Regions from separate parts of the Gossypium hirsutum genome. Here regions 2 and 3 are each linked to region 1. Evidence: chromatin contacts called from public Hi-C data. All regions are on one chromosome and are shown on one strand. The core of a region is the stretch at or near the end of the contact, and the rest is flanking DNA. Distances in the headings are between cores, read along the strand shown.

What was found. A called contact is a pair of places that touch in the nucleus more often than the background predicts.
Region 2: a Hi-C map of leaf shows a contact between it and region 1, with 2.6 times the contacts expected there. The contact joins the enhancer-like site here to the promoter of LOC107897553 in region 1. A contact is called at or near these places in 2 of 34 Hi-C or Micro-C datasets (anther and leaf).
Region 3: a Hi-C map of leaf shows a contact between it and region 1, with 4 times the contacts expected there. The contact joins the promoter of LOC107897556 here to the promoter of LOC107897553 in region 1. A contact is called at or near these places in 9 of 34 Hi-C or Micro-C datasets (anther, fibers, leaf and 1 more).

The regions. Positions count from the first base shown.
Region 1 is chrA10:21,835,698-21,839,544 of Gossypium_hirsutum_v2.1, reverse strand. LOC107897553 (E3 ubiquitin-protein ligase MIEL1) reads right to left here and starts at 2,569. Exons shown (of 12, transcript XM_016823040.2): 1 at 2,277-2,569; 2 at 2,096-2,183; 3 at 1,897-1,953; 4 at 1,769-1,801; 5 at 1,596-1,673; 6 at 1,395-1,438; 7 at 1,259-1,299; 8 at 731-813; 9 at 561-652; 10 at 409-478; 11 at 245-286; 12 at 1-154. The coding sequence starts at 2,329. The coding sequence ends at 29.
Region 2 is chrA10:21,968,843-21,973,125 of Gossypium_hirsutum_v2.1, reverse strand. No RefSeq gene overlaps it. Among protein-coding and RNA genes, the nearest start is that of LOC121209175, 11 kb to the left of the region's middle. Within about 2 kb of position 1,680, at least 3 of the 9 cell types and tissues checked have an H3K27ac peak or open chromatin away from gene starts, as enhancers often do. A contact at or near this core is called in leaf, where this site is marked.
Region 3 is chrA10:21,683,167-21,687,500 of Gossypium_hirsutum_v2.1, reverse strand. LOC107897556 (ras-related protein RABB1b) reads left to right here and starts at 1,367. Exons shown (of 6, transcript XM_016823045.2): 1 at 1,367-1,587; 2 at 1,704-1,843; 3 at 3,213-3,295; 4 at 3,629-3,833; 5 at 4,327-4,334. The coding sequence starts at 1,542.

The DNA of each region.
Region 1 (3,847 bases), core at 1,320-3,819:
ACTTCTTTGTTTCTCACTCGTGATCTTTTCAGTGAGGAAGTATGGGAGGGGCAATTGTGCGTGTGTTATATGATTTACAGTGACTGCATTTCTGCCCTATTATGTGGAAGTAAACTTCTGTAGTGTCATTGCAGTCATTGCATAGGATCCAAACCTGCATTCGTTTGTTAAATCAAGATATACGTGATTCGGATATAAAGCAACAGGTTGTTCGATATGAACAAGAATCATAGTATGCACACACCTTCTTGTGCCGGTAGTCCTCTGGCATTACAGTTGCTTCTATCTGACAACAAACAAGATAATTATGTTGTGAATCAGTGTGGACAAAAACAGAATGAAGCAACTAAATCAAAGACAAGGCTGTTAATTACGAGTTTGATGAGCTTAAAGTCGAAGAATATGTACCTCTTCGTCTATCCTCTTCCAGGTTCTAGACATATCGATTACTGACTTCGAGCATATAGGACAACAATATCTGAGCAAACAACACTGTTTTAAATTCGGAAGAACAACTAGAACAGTTAAGATTATACAAGGAAGAACTCGTTGACACTCACTTGTTTCGCTTTATCATCTCATAGTAACATTCGCAGTGCATCGTGTGACCGCATTTCATCACAGTGGTATCTTTCAACGAATCGAATAGGTACTGGAGATGCAATACGATCCACTATTAGCGGATACAAATATTTACTAAATATAATTGCAGGAAGTAGAAAAGATGAACCTCATAACATATGGGGCAATGATGCCGCATCGAGTTCTCCACGCACAAATGATTATCTCGCAACGCAATGGCATAGCAAGACCCTGCCCAGTGGCATAAGTACGTGTGGTTATTGTGCAAAACAAATAGATGTACCATTGAATAAAAGAGATACTGTAAGCAGGGGATGGAATTCAATGTTTAAACTCCTCAAAACACGATTGACTGATGTTTTCGGTGAGTTCACATCAAAATAGTATAGTTCTAAATTAAAGTAGAAGAATATAAACATGAAAATGAACTCATAAGTATAGTGTACTGAGAACAACGACGAACAAAAACAAGAACGATTATGAAAGTGCATGACAGCAAAATCCAGAATAGTTCGAAACAACCCAATGAAAAATGCAAATTATTGAATACGACTGAATATGAAATAAAAAATCAGCCACAAATACCATTTCAAAGTAAAAAATGGGATTGAATCTAAGAACTTTGAACCAAGCATGATAAGGTAAGAAATGGGATATAAAGGTGTTAAGTACATACCGCACTTTTTGCAATGAAAAAAGTTATCACGACCTCCGACTCTGTATCAAAAATCATTCGATTAAGTCTCATAGCTTGAATTCAAGCAATCAAGACGAAAATAACAGCCATATATACTTAAAACTTGGTAACTAACCTGCAGATCCCACAATCATGGCAATGAAAGTGCTCCTTCTCGGTCTGCGTTAGATGTAACCGAACGGTAAACATTAATGGAAAAAATAAACATTATATAGTAAAACACACAAGGATCAAACGCCCATCCATTCCTTATATCTTAAGCTAATGTTTATCAACTATTTCATTAGTTATATCTTGAAAAAACTTAAGTACTTACATCATCATCAAAGAACATGCAAATTGCACAGAAATATTCTCCCATGTTGACGCCACAATTTGAACAAAGTTGAGCGACCTACACAACATAAAAAACCAACACCCAAAGTGAAAACATAAACCAAAGAAAAGGGTCCTTTTGTGTCTTAAAAGATACAAATCTGAAACACAAACCGGCTGCTCTGTGTCACAAACCGAACAAATAACCTACACAGAAACAAATTGGCACAAATGATTAACTTGAAAAGAGAAAGACAATAAATTGAAAGAAAAGAAAAACACAGCGATTTTCAATTTCGTACTTGTTTAACGCCTTGGCGAACAATCTCGTGCCTGTCCATGGGGTTCTTTAACAAGCTCTGAAGAACCAATAAGTGAATCCAAATACAATGAATACCCAGAACAAGAAATTGCATAAACAGTCAGAAACGTGGGAGCTTTCAGCTTAAAACATAGAAAAAAAAGGGGGGGGAATGCAGAAAAAATGCTGAAAACGAATACCGAAGCCTCATTGTGGCAATGGCGACACCAGAAAACCTCGTTGCAACATGGAGCTCGAATCTTACATCTCCTCCTATAATGTTGGCATCTATAAAAGGAAAAAAACAAACAAACCCAATGAATCATTGATGGAAAAGACCCCCAAAAAAACAAAAAAGGGATAAGAAGAAAGAAGAGATACCCATATCCCATCTTCCCAAAATGAAGGCGTTCATTGGCTGAAGAGGCCTCCATCTCCAGGAGAATTGGAAGACAAATTTTGTTCTTTTCTTCTTGGATTATCCAGAGGAAACCAAGAAAGAAGAGGGGGTTTCCTGAATTGGGAAGATGGGATTTAAATTTTCTTGGATTGTCGTGGATTCTTAAATGAAGAGAAAAGAACCCCAACCCCGCCTTCAAAGGGCCACTCGTTTATATAAAAATATAAAAATATAACAATAGCTATCTTACATTAAAAGGCAATAGTAATTGAATACCCAAAAAAAGAAAAAGGCAATAGTAATTATTGAATAATAGAAATAATGAGATTCTGTTGGGAGAGAGAGACAAAGGATAAGGTGGGGGGAGTGCCTGCCAGTGATGACTAAGAGAGAGGGACCAGTTGCCGCAGTGTCAGCGAATCGTGTTTCAGTCCGTAATTTTTCTTTTTGGGGGCATTTTAACAATCATGTGCAAGTCGCTTTTTGTTTCCATTCAACTTGAAGCTGAATCCAAAAATTGTTCTTCCTTCATATCAATTGATTAAACTTAAAACCTGAATTATGGTTTTCCTTATTGCATTATCCAAAGAAAAACATGAATAACAGGTTGAGTATTTTTCAGAAAAAAATTTAGATTCAAAATGTTAGAGATGATATTGTTGAGAGATATGAATAGTAAAATAGAAATTAAGGATAAAAAAATTTAAACTCTACTAAATTAAAATACATTGATTACATTTTCAATTTAATTTGCAATTTAACTTTTCTTATTTATATAATATTATTACTATCATTAATCTCATATTTTAGTTTAATAAGTTAAAAAAAGGAATCTTTTAGTGATAAATTAATGAAAAAAAAATTGATAAATATAATTTCCTTTTTAAGTGACATAAAAAACTTTTGAGCTTTGGATTAAATTAAAAATTACGTCAGCTCGACTAATGAACTTTTAAATATATTTAAATTTAGGCATAATAAACCCTAACTTAAGCATTAAAGTAAAATTAGTTTAATTCAAATTTTATTTATTTTAACAAATTATTTATGAGCAGTAGAGTTCACGTTGATGGTCACAAAACACAATAATAATTATTATTGCAATTCTTATTATATTCTTGGAAACTAATGATTTAGAATACAATTGTATGTTTAAAAATAACATCTAATCTAGAGTATGTTTATATTCTTTCTCTTATTTATATAGTTTTTTATGTTGATGGTACCTAATCTAAAAATTTTCTCTTGAAATTGTCAAGGGTGTGCTAGTAGAAATTTTTTTCAGGCCTTCCGCGAATATAATTTGGAGCATAGTCCAAATATTGTATGTCTGGTTGAACCTAGAGTAAGCGGTAAAAAAACCAATTTTATTATTGAACAATTGGGCTTCAATTCTTCTCATCGGGTTGAAGCTGTATGGAAGGATTCTTTTAGAATTCGCATTATGTAGTAACCATCCTCAATTTATTTCCCGTAGCGTTGACAATTTTATTTTAAATAAGTCTCTTTTAATCACTTTTGTTTATGGTAGCCCTGACAGGTTGAAACGCAA
Region 2 (4,283 bases), core at 431-2,930, 130 kb before region 1:
GAGTTTCATTTATGGGAACGGAGTCCCGAGAATACACTTTTCGACACCCCTAACTATAAGGTCGCTACATCGGAAGCTTTAAGCCGTATGATTGAAGGCAAGTCAATGGCCATGGTAAGATTCAGTGGAGGTCCGCGAGATAAAGTCATGTACGTGAATCTTTATATATATGTTTGCATCTATGTCTTCACAAGCTTCATAAGTCCGCCAAGAATAAGATCGTTTACTTATAATATATTACTATGTGCGAATCTAAAGGTATGAGATATCTACTTATGCGAGTCCATATATGAAATATATGATAGTTTGTCAGGATAGTCTTGCATGTATGATTCCGCCAATAGAGGATTCACTCTTAAGAATCCGCCTACATGTGATATGTTTTTAAGGGTGGACCACTATGAATGGGTTATATGTTATTGTGAGATAGAGGCAAGATACGACGGTCCGCTAGGTTTGTCTATTGGATTGAGAAGAATAGATCTTCTTTATTAGTCCGTAACGGGGATCTTCTTTATGAAACTGTCAATATGTTTTGCATACTTGAGTCTGAAGCAAGAATCCTCATTGATTGTACTACGAATCTGAGTTTGTTAGGATAAGCTATTAATAGCAGTCTGCAACAACAATTGTTCGTCAAGATTTATCTTAATTGGTTATCGGGATTTATTGGTACAAGATGAGCTATGGGAGTTATCTACGAGTTTTCTTTCATAAGTTCTAAAGTAAGAATCCGGAAGGATTTCTTTTTAAGGAAGTAGATGCATGTGGGTCACAAAGACAACTAGTAAAGATAGAATTCACAAGGATAATCCGCCAAGAGGTCAAACGTTTATCTGCATTTTGATACTACAATTATTAAATCACATTAGTGAAAGCTTTATGTGTGCAAGGCTTTGTATAGTCGAATATGAAATCTTTTGTTTTCAAGTCGTTAGTAGTTGACCAAATACAGACGAGTAAGATGAACTATTCTCTTTAATTCTACGAGAAAAAGGAAACCCCAGTTTAGCGATGACCTTGTCTACTTTTTCTTCTCTCAGCCTTGTCTTCACCAACGTCATAATTCACTGTTTATTCTCACGAATATATTCCTTCACAATACGATCAAACCTCGGATGACCAGCACCCTGACAATTCCAAAAAACGATATTACTGTCCATAAAAAAATCACTACTGCTCCTTCCTTAATCATGGATCTCCACCATGGACTTGGTTTCACTGGAAACTTCATCATCTATCAGCACCCATAGCATCATCCAAGCTATCTTCTTGTTGTTCCAGCCTATTAAGGATACCCTCGATAGCTACACCCATTGGTAATGCGCAATTCCTGTAGTCTTTAATTCAAACTCTCCGACACAGGATGTCCTTCCTAACATCCTTCGACTATACTGATTTTTGATTGACCCATCTGGACGCTACACTGCCATCCAAGTCAGTAGCCATATCCCCATTGATCGCATCTGGCCTCAAAGCCTCTTGAATCGCCATTTTTGAATTTCCCATTACTGAAATAACAACATGATTCTTGGGGTTTAATTTTGTTTGTATCAGTGTAGCAATGAAGCCTTCCAAGCTTGGAGCTTGACTTTTGGGCTTACTTGGCCCCACCTTATTCAGCATTATGTCCTATCTTGCTAAGCTCGCTCCATTTTTATTATTGTATTCCATTGGTCCATACAAAGACGAATGGCCGGCATTCCTTGTGGACCCATTTGCAGCCCAACCATTAACACTCCCAACAACACTTTTCCCCTTATCCCTTCTCGGTCCATTATTATTCGCTGCAACATCCTTATGTTTCAGATTTAACCCAGAGCTGGCCTTCCCCGATTCTCTCCTTTATTGTTGTGTCCCTAAATTACTGGGATTTTCATCATCCAAATTTGTTAGTATATAGGTGTCAGCGTTCGGTCGAATCGAGTGAAAATATTTCGAGTTGATGAGTCCTATTTTATCATCCTAACTAGATTTGAATTTTTTTTGGATCAATTCAAGTGAGATGAAATTCAAATCGAGTCGAATTGAGTGAAATTATTCGAGTTAAATTAAAAAATTAACCATGTCAAATTAAAATGTATAACGAATTTCATATTAAAGCACATAAATTTGAAACTATATATATTTGAAAACTTTTTCAAAGCAAAATAGTTGAAAAAATATTTTAGTATGATAAACTTGAACCATTAATTAACTTCTTTAAGTCCCCAAAATTATTATTCTAAAAATAATAATTTTTTAACTTTCTTTATATATTTTTTAGAATTTTTTAAAAATTTTATAATTTAAAAAAATATGAATTTTGGGATTTTTATAAATATTTTGAATTTTAAAAATTATTTTGAATTTTTGAAAATTATTTTGAATAATTTTGTAATTTTTGTTGAGAGAGACCAATTTGTTCATTTTCAAACTTGATAGGGACCAAAAGAATATTTATACCAATAAGTTATTCGAATTATTTGAAATGTAAAATTCAACTTAAATCGAACTCAAAACTCAAATTACTTATTCAGTTTACTTGAATAATTCGATCAACTTGATTCGATTAACTCGAAATTCTATTTTTTTAATTTTTTAATCGAATTGAGTTTTACTCGTCCCTATTGAAATGTCAAATTTTGAATTTTTAGAATTTATGGCGAGACTCCTGCTTACCAACTTTGCATTCCTCCTTGCCGGTTGTCTTCCACGTTTCTCCACCACCATCCATGAACCAAAATCCTCCTCCTCTACACGCTGTTATATTGTTGGTTATGGTTCATTCAACACCTCTTGTCTAGTAGTCGCCATTTTATCCGTTGCCGTGGCTACAAAATCTCTCCCTTGTATGTCCATAGTGTCCACAATTGTAGCAAATGTATGGGAGAGTTCATACTCCACCCTTTGCATATGGTTTTCCACACTGATCTTCAATACCAAAGACTTAGTCAAATTGACACACACTGCCAACCTAGCAAATTCACCTCTTGTCCTGTTTTCAGTAATTTAATATTTACCACTTTTTACATCAACTCAAACATTTATTTTATATGAATTTATATCTACTTCAGTAATAAAACTCTCAAGATTTCGGTACTAGTTAGATGGGTACTAATTCAATTGAAAAATATAAAAAAAAATCATATTTAAAAAACAATATAACTATATGTGGTAAAAAATAATTTGACATTTCTTTAACTATTTCTTTTTAAATTAGACAAAGCTCCCTAAAAAACTCACACATCTAAAAGAATTTAGGGTAAACTACTTGGTCACCCAACTTTTGAGTAGGTTATATTTTCATCGCTCAACTTTAAAAAACTTTTAATTTCATCACTAATATTTTCAAATTTTAAAATTTTAGTCATCTATCGTTAAATACTTAAACCAGGAAGCTAACATGAGTCCTTTTTTATTGACATAGTAACAAATTTAGCCCTCCAATGTTTATACATTTTTTCAATTTGATTTTAAATCTAAAAGGTCAACAAATTTAGCTCTCAATATTTACAAAATTTGTCATTTAGTTCTAATTCTAAAAATTTAATAAATTTATACCTAAACATTTACAAAATTTATCAATTTAATTCTAATTCTAAAAATTTTTAAAATTAAAAATATTTTTTAAAAAATTCATTTTTGGATAAAAATAATAAAAATGATTTTTTAAAAAAATCTAAAAAAGCATAAATAAATTATAAATAAAAAAACCAAAACATATTTATTAAATGTGAAGAGCCAATGCTGTCTGAGTTAAGCTTCAACCAAAGTGATTTTTCTTACTGGCAGGTTTTTAAATCAATAATGGTGAATGAAATGGAGGCTCATCTGTTTCTAGCTGAAGCTTTAGCTTCTCTTTCCTTCTTTCTTGATTGTTTTGCTTTTAAGGTCGACTTGATTTCCAATTCTTTATAATAATAAAAAATGTTTTAGAATATTTAAAAAAAAAACTGAGATTTTTCTTTTGGTTAAACTATACTCCAAATTTATATATTTTTCGTAGATTTAAATTTTGATCTTTTTTATTTTTATTTTTAAGGATTTTATATTTTTATCTTTTAGTTTTCAAAATTTATTTTTAATTGTTAATATTATTAATTTTTTTCATTAAATTTGTTAATGTGATATTTTAAAGTTAAAAGAAACTTATATGCTAACCATGTGACAAAAAGAATAATGTTGTAATAACATGAATTTAATAAAAAAATTATAATATTAACAATTGAATTTATATTTTCAAATATGAAAAGTACATGAATTCCTTAAAATAAAAGTAATGGGTTAAATTTCAAATATAC
Region 3 (4,334 bases), core at 118-2,617, 150 kb after region 1:
AAGATTTACTATAAAACTTTATTATTAAACAATTTATTTAATACCTACAAATAAAGATTGAAAATAATAATAACAATGTCTTTATTAATAAACTAAATAAAGAAATAAAGACTGAAAATAATAATAGCAATTTCTTTAATAATAAATTAGATAAACAAATATGTAATTACAATCCCCCGATGACCTCCGATGATTTATCTTTCCACTGCTCAACATGGCAATGTGCAAAAGGGGTATACCCCTGCTCCTTTCGAATTTCCAATGCTTTCCTAGATTTGCTCTGTTTGGAAATCAAATCTACTAAGGTTTTATTTACTTAAAAAGCTCTTTTTCACATAATTTTTCAACTTCTATACTAAATCAATCTTTAACTATTTTACAATGTCTTCTTAGATCTCCGAAATTGCAATACGAAATGCAATGTCACCTAATTTAATGATATTTTGGTCACATGAATTAATAGGTTGTTCTTCTATATTCTTAGAACTATGTTCCATTCACTTTTTTCTTTTTTGGTACATGAAAATAGATAAAATCATAACTAGACTAAACGATGTTAAGCATTTCAGAGCAATCATCATGTAATCTTTGGAGAATTTCCTCTAAAGATTGCATATATCTATATCTACCCAAAGGTCTTGAAAGTGCCATTGCTGCCAGTCTATCGGCAACTTTGTTGCCCTCTCTGAATATACTCACTTTTCACGACACTTTTGAATAGTTTTTCTTTTTTTCACTAGTATTTCTAGACTCCATTTCTATTCTTCCTCTTTTGAAGTAGAGACAAAGATACATTAATATCATTGAAGGTAGAAATAATATAGAGACCCCTATACTAGGAGTCGAATTATATTTTGCTCCTTCTACTTAAAAAATGGGTAGATTAATCTTATATGTTAGGTCAAATAGCAAATTGATGCTTTTATTAAAAGTTTCATTCATTTTTATTGTTAAAAAATTATCATTGTACATTAGCATAAGGTATATGTGACGTGTCTAGTTATTTCATCAATTTTTTAATAAAAATAATCAATTTACTTTTTAATATAATCTATAGAAACTAAATCGCTTATTTTTAATAGAAAAGACAAAATATAATCTAACTCCTAATATATTATCTCAATAGTAATTTTAGTAGCTATATTTGAAAGTACCTTAAAAGTTAATATTTTTATTTCTTAATTGAGAGATAAAAGCTGAATTATCTAAAAAAGGAAATTAATTTAAAAGATTAAATAAAAATATGTATAAAAGTATAAAAATAAAAATTATTTAAAAAAAATTCTAATTATAATCGGCTCCGATTGAACACCCAACAATTTCCTCGTCCATGTAAAAGGAAAATAATTAATAATAATAATAATAAATAAATAAAAGCCTTAGAATTTCAACCAAAACTAAAACAGAAGCAACGACGAACAGTGAACCGTATCGTTCTTTTTTCTTCTACATTACTCCTCTGTCCTCTCCCTCTCTTTACTGCGAAAAAAAAATTCGGACAGGGGGACGAACAACCTTGAATTCGACGACGCACTCAAACCATGTCTTACGACTATCTTTTTAAGTACATAATCATCGGTGACACTGGTAGCTTACTTCTCTGTTTGAAAATTTCCCAATTTGATTTTTCTTTTTTTTTTAAGTATCATTTAGAAATGCTTTCAAATTTTTTGGGGATTTGATTTGATTTTTTTGTGTTGCAGGTGTAGGAAAGTCATGTTTGCTTTTGCAGTTTACAGACAAGAGATTCCAACCAGTTCATGATCTAACCATCGGTGTTGAATTTGGTGCTCGGATGGTCACCATAGATGGCAGGCCCATCAAGCTTCAGATTTGGGATACTGTAAAAACCCTAACTCTTTAACCTTATATATACACACGCGCACTCTGTTGTGTTGTTTTCTGGAAAGGGTATTAAAATTTTAGAATTTTTAGCTTTGGCATATGAATAATTTAGGTTTAGAAGCCAAAGAGTGTTACGAAAGATTTTGGTTATTAAGCAAGGAACTATGGCTGTTGGGTCTAGAAGAACTTAGGGCTAGGGGCCCCCAAAGAATATGATTATGTGCTAAGTTTAGAGTAGAGTTTTGTCGGAATTGAAATTCTTTTTCCGACGAAAAGCGCAGTTTTATTTGTTTGTCTATTTGATTGGCTTTTAGTTGGCTTAATGGTGAGAGTAAACGGAGGTGAAAGTGAAAGCCTTTGGTGACTCGTTTTTCAGGGGATTATATTTTTGATGACATTAGGTATCTTTTAGTTGTTTTTGTGTAGGAACTCTACCTTCTTTCATGGGGAGGAGACTATATTGGGTGGTTATTTATTCTTTTTTCGCTTGCTTCCTACTCAAGGAATGTGGAACCGTCGAAACTTAGCTTATTAATGAATTCAATGGCTTATGTTATCTCTAGTGCTATAAATGAATAGAGCATTCAGTAAGCAGTTTATAAATGGGTTTGGTTTAGGGTCATCATATTCATTTATTAAGTTTTGAACAAGATTTTAACACTTGTTAAGAAAACGAATGAGTTGAACATCAATAAATGTGACTTGTTTATGTTCACGAACAAGTTCAATAAGTTGTTCATAAACAAGCTTAGTAAATGCTTGCTGGCGTATTCTTCTTCTTTTTGCAAGCAGACTACATTTAGCTTAAGCATCTTTTAACATAATTCAAGTCTTGATTCGAATTTTATATCATTAAGAACCATATATGGATAGATTAAAAGGAATCCAATGTTTATGATTTTCTTTAAAATGTTTATATCTAGGTAAAAATGGAGCCATTTTATGGTTGAGAGATGGAATTTAAAGAAACTGTAGTGGGAATCTACATCTATTTATATGCTTCTCTTTCCCACCTTTTTTTTCACTGCCAAATTTAAATGCTGAAAGTGTACCCAACAGAAAATGGTAATGTTAGTTGAATATTGATATTTGGGTTGTGATTAGTTCGTAAAGGTAGGCTAAAGTTTGAAACTTTTGAGGATATAAAAGAGAGCTTGGTTTCAATCAAAGCCAGATAAGTAGGCTGAGCTGAGTTTGAACAAGGTTTTTGCACTTTGGCTTGAGCTCATCTATTGCCCAGCTTGTTAACATCTAACTGAGCTTGTAGTTATCTCAACTATTTTTCTTTTCCTTCTTTTTTATTTTCTATTTCATTGTTCATCATTTTGATGGATTTGAGCCAGAGCTTATGCATGATTATATTTCAGGCTGGGCAAGAATCCTTCAGGTCCATCACCAGATCTTACTATAGAGGAGCAGCAGGAGCTCTTCTGGTCTACGATATAACCAGGTGAGAGACAGAATCGTCATTCGGTGCAGAATTAGTTGCTGTTATCTGTGAACTATTGGAGATTAGTGAAACCCTTAAAACAAGGTTGTAACGTGCAAGGATACTTAAGTAATAGGTGTAGATGAGTTGAAGGTTGCTTGCATCTCACTATTATAGCTTTTGCTTCAAGATCTTTTCTTACCCTTGGATTTTAGCAACTTTTATTTCCTCTCAGTTAGGATGCTAAGACTGGTTTCATTTATTTCTATTATAGGACTATCAAAGCTTACAAAACCTAGTTCTGGAACATTTGTAGTTTCTTATATCTGAACTGCAAATTTGTAAATTGACCAGGAGAGAAACATTTAATCATCTAGCAAGTTGGTTGGAGGATGCACGACAACATGCAAATCCAAACATGACAATCATGCTCATTGGGAACAAAAGTGATCTTTCTCACAGGAGGGCTGTTAGCAAAGAAGAGGGCGAACAGTTTGCTAAGGAAAATGGGCTTTTGTTCTTGGAAGCATCTGCTAGAACAGCTCAAAATGTTGAGGAGGTAAGTATTTTCCCCCCTAATTTGCACATCAAAATTTTAGATCTAGCGCCATCATTTTATTTGGAATTTTTAGTGCTTTCTTCATTCCTTTAATATATTTTACTTTTGACTTGAGAACGAGTGTTGAGCCATATATTTAGAGAATCCGAGCATCTGTCAGATACAAGCAGGGATTTAAATAGCGGTCCGTTACCGAAATAGCGGCCGTTATATAGCGGTAACGGCACCGTCCGAAACCGTTACTGCCGAAACCCGCTATACCCGCAATACACAATAAGTAATGTAAAATTCACGACCGCAATACCCGCAGTGACCGCAATAGCGTCCGTTATGTCCGCGACTGCGACAAACGCGACGCGACCGCAATTTAAATCCCTGGATACAAGTATCTTGACCCGGATGCTTAAGGAAAAAAAATGAATAGTCAGAGCAGCATAGCTTTTGTTGAACTTTTGCTGAGCAGTTCTAACTGAAATTCTGAATCATTTTGCAGGCCTTCAT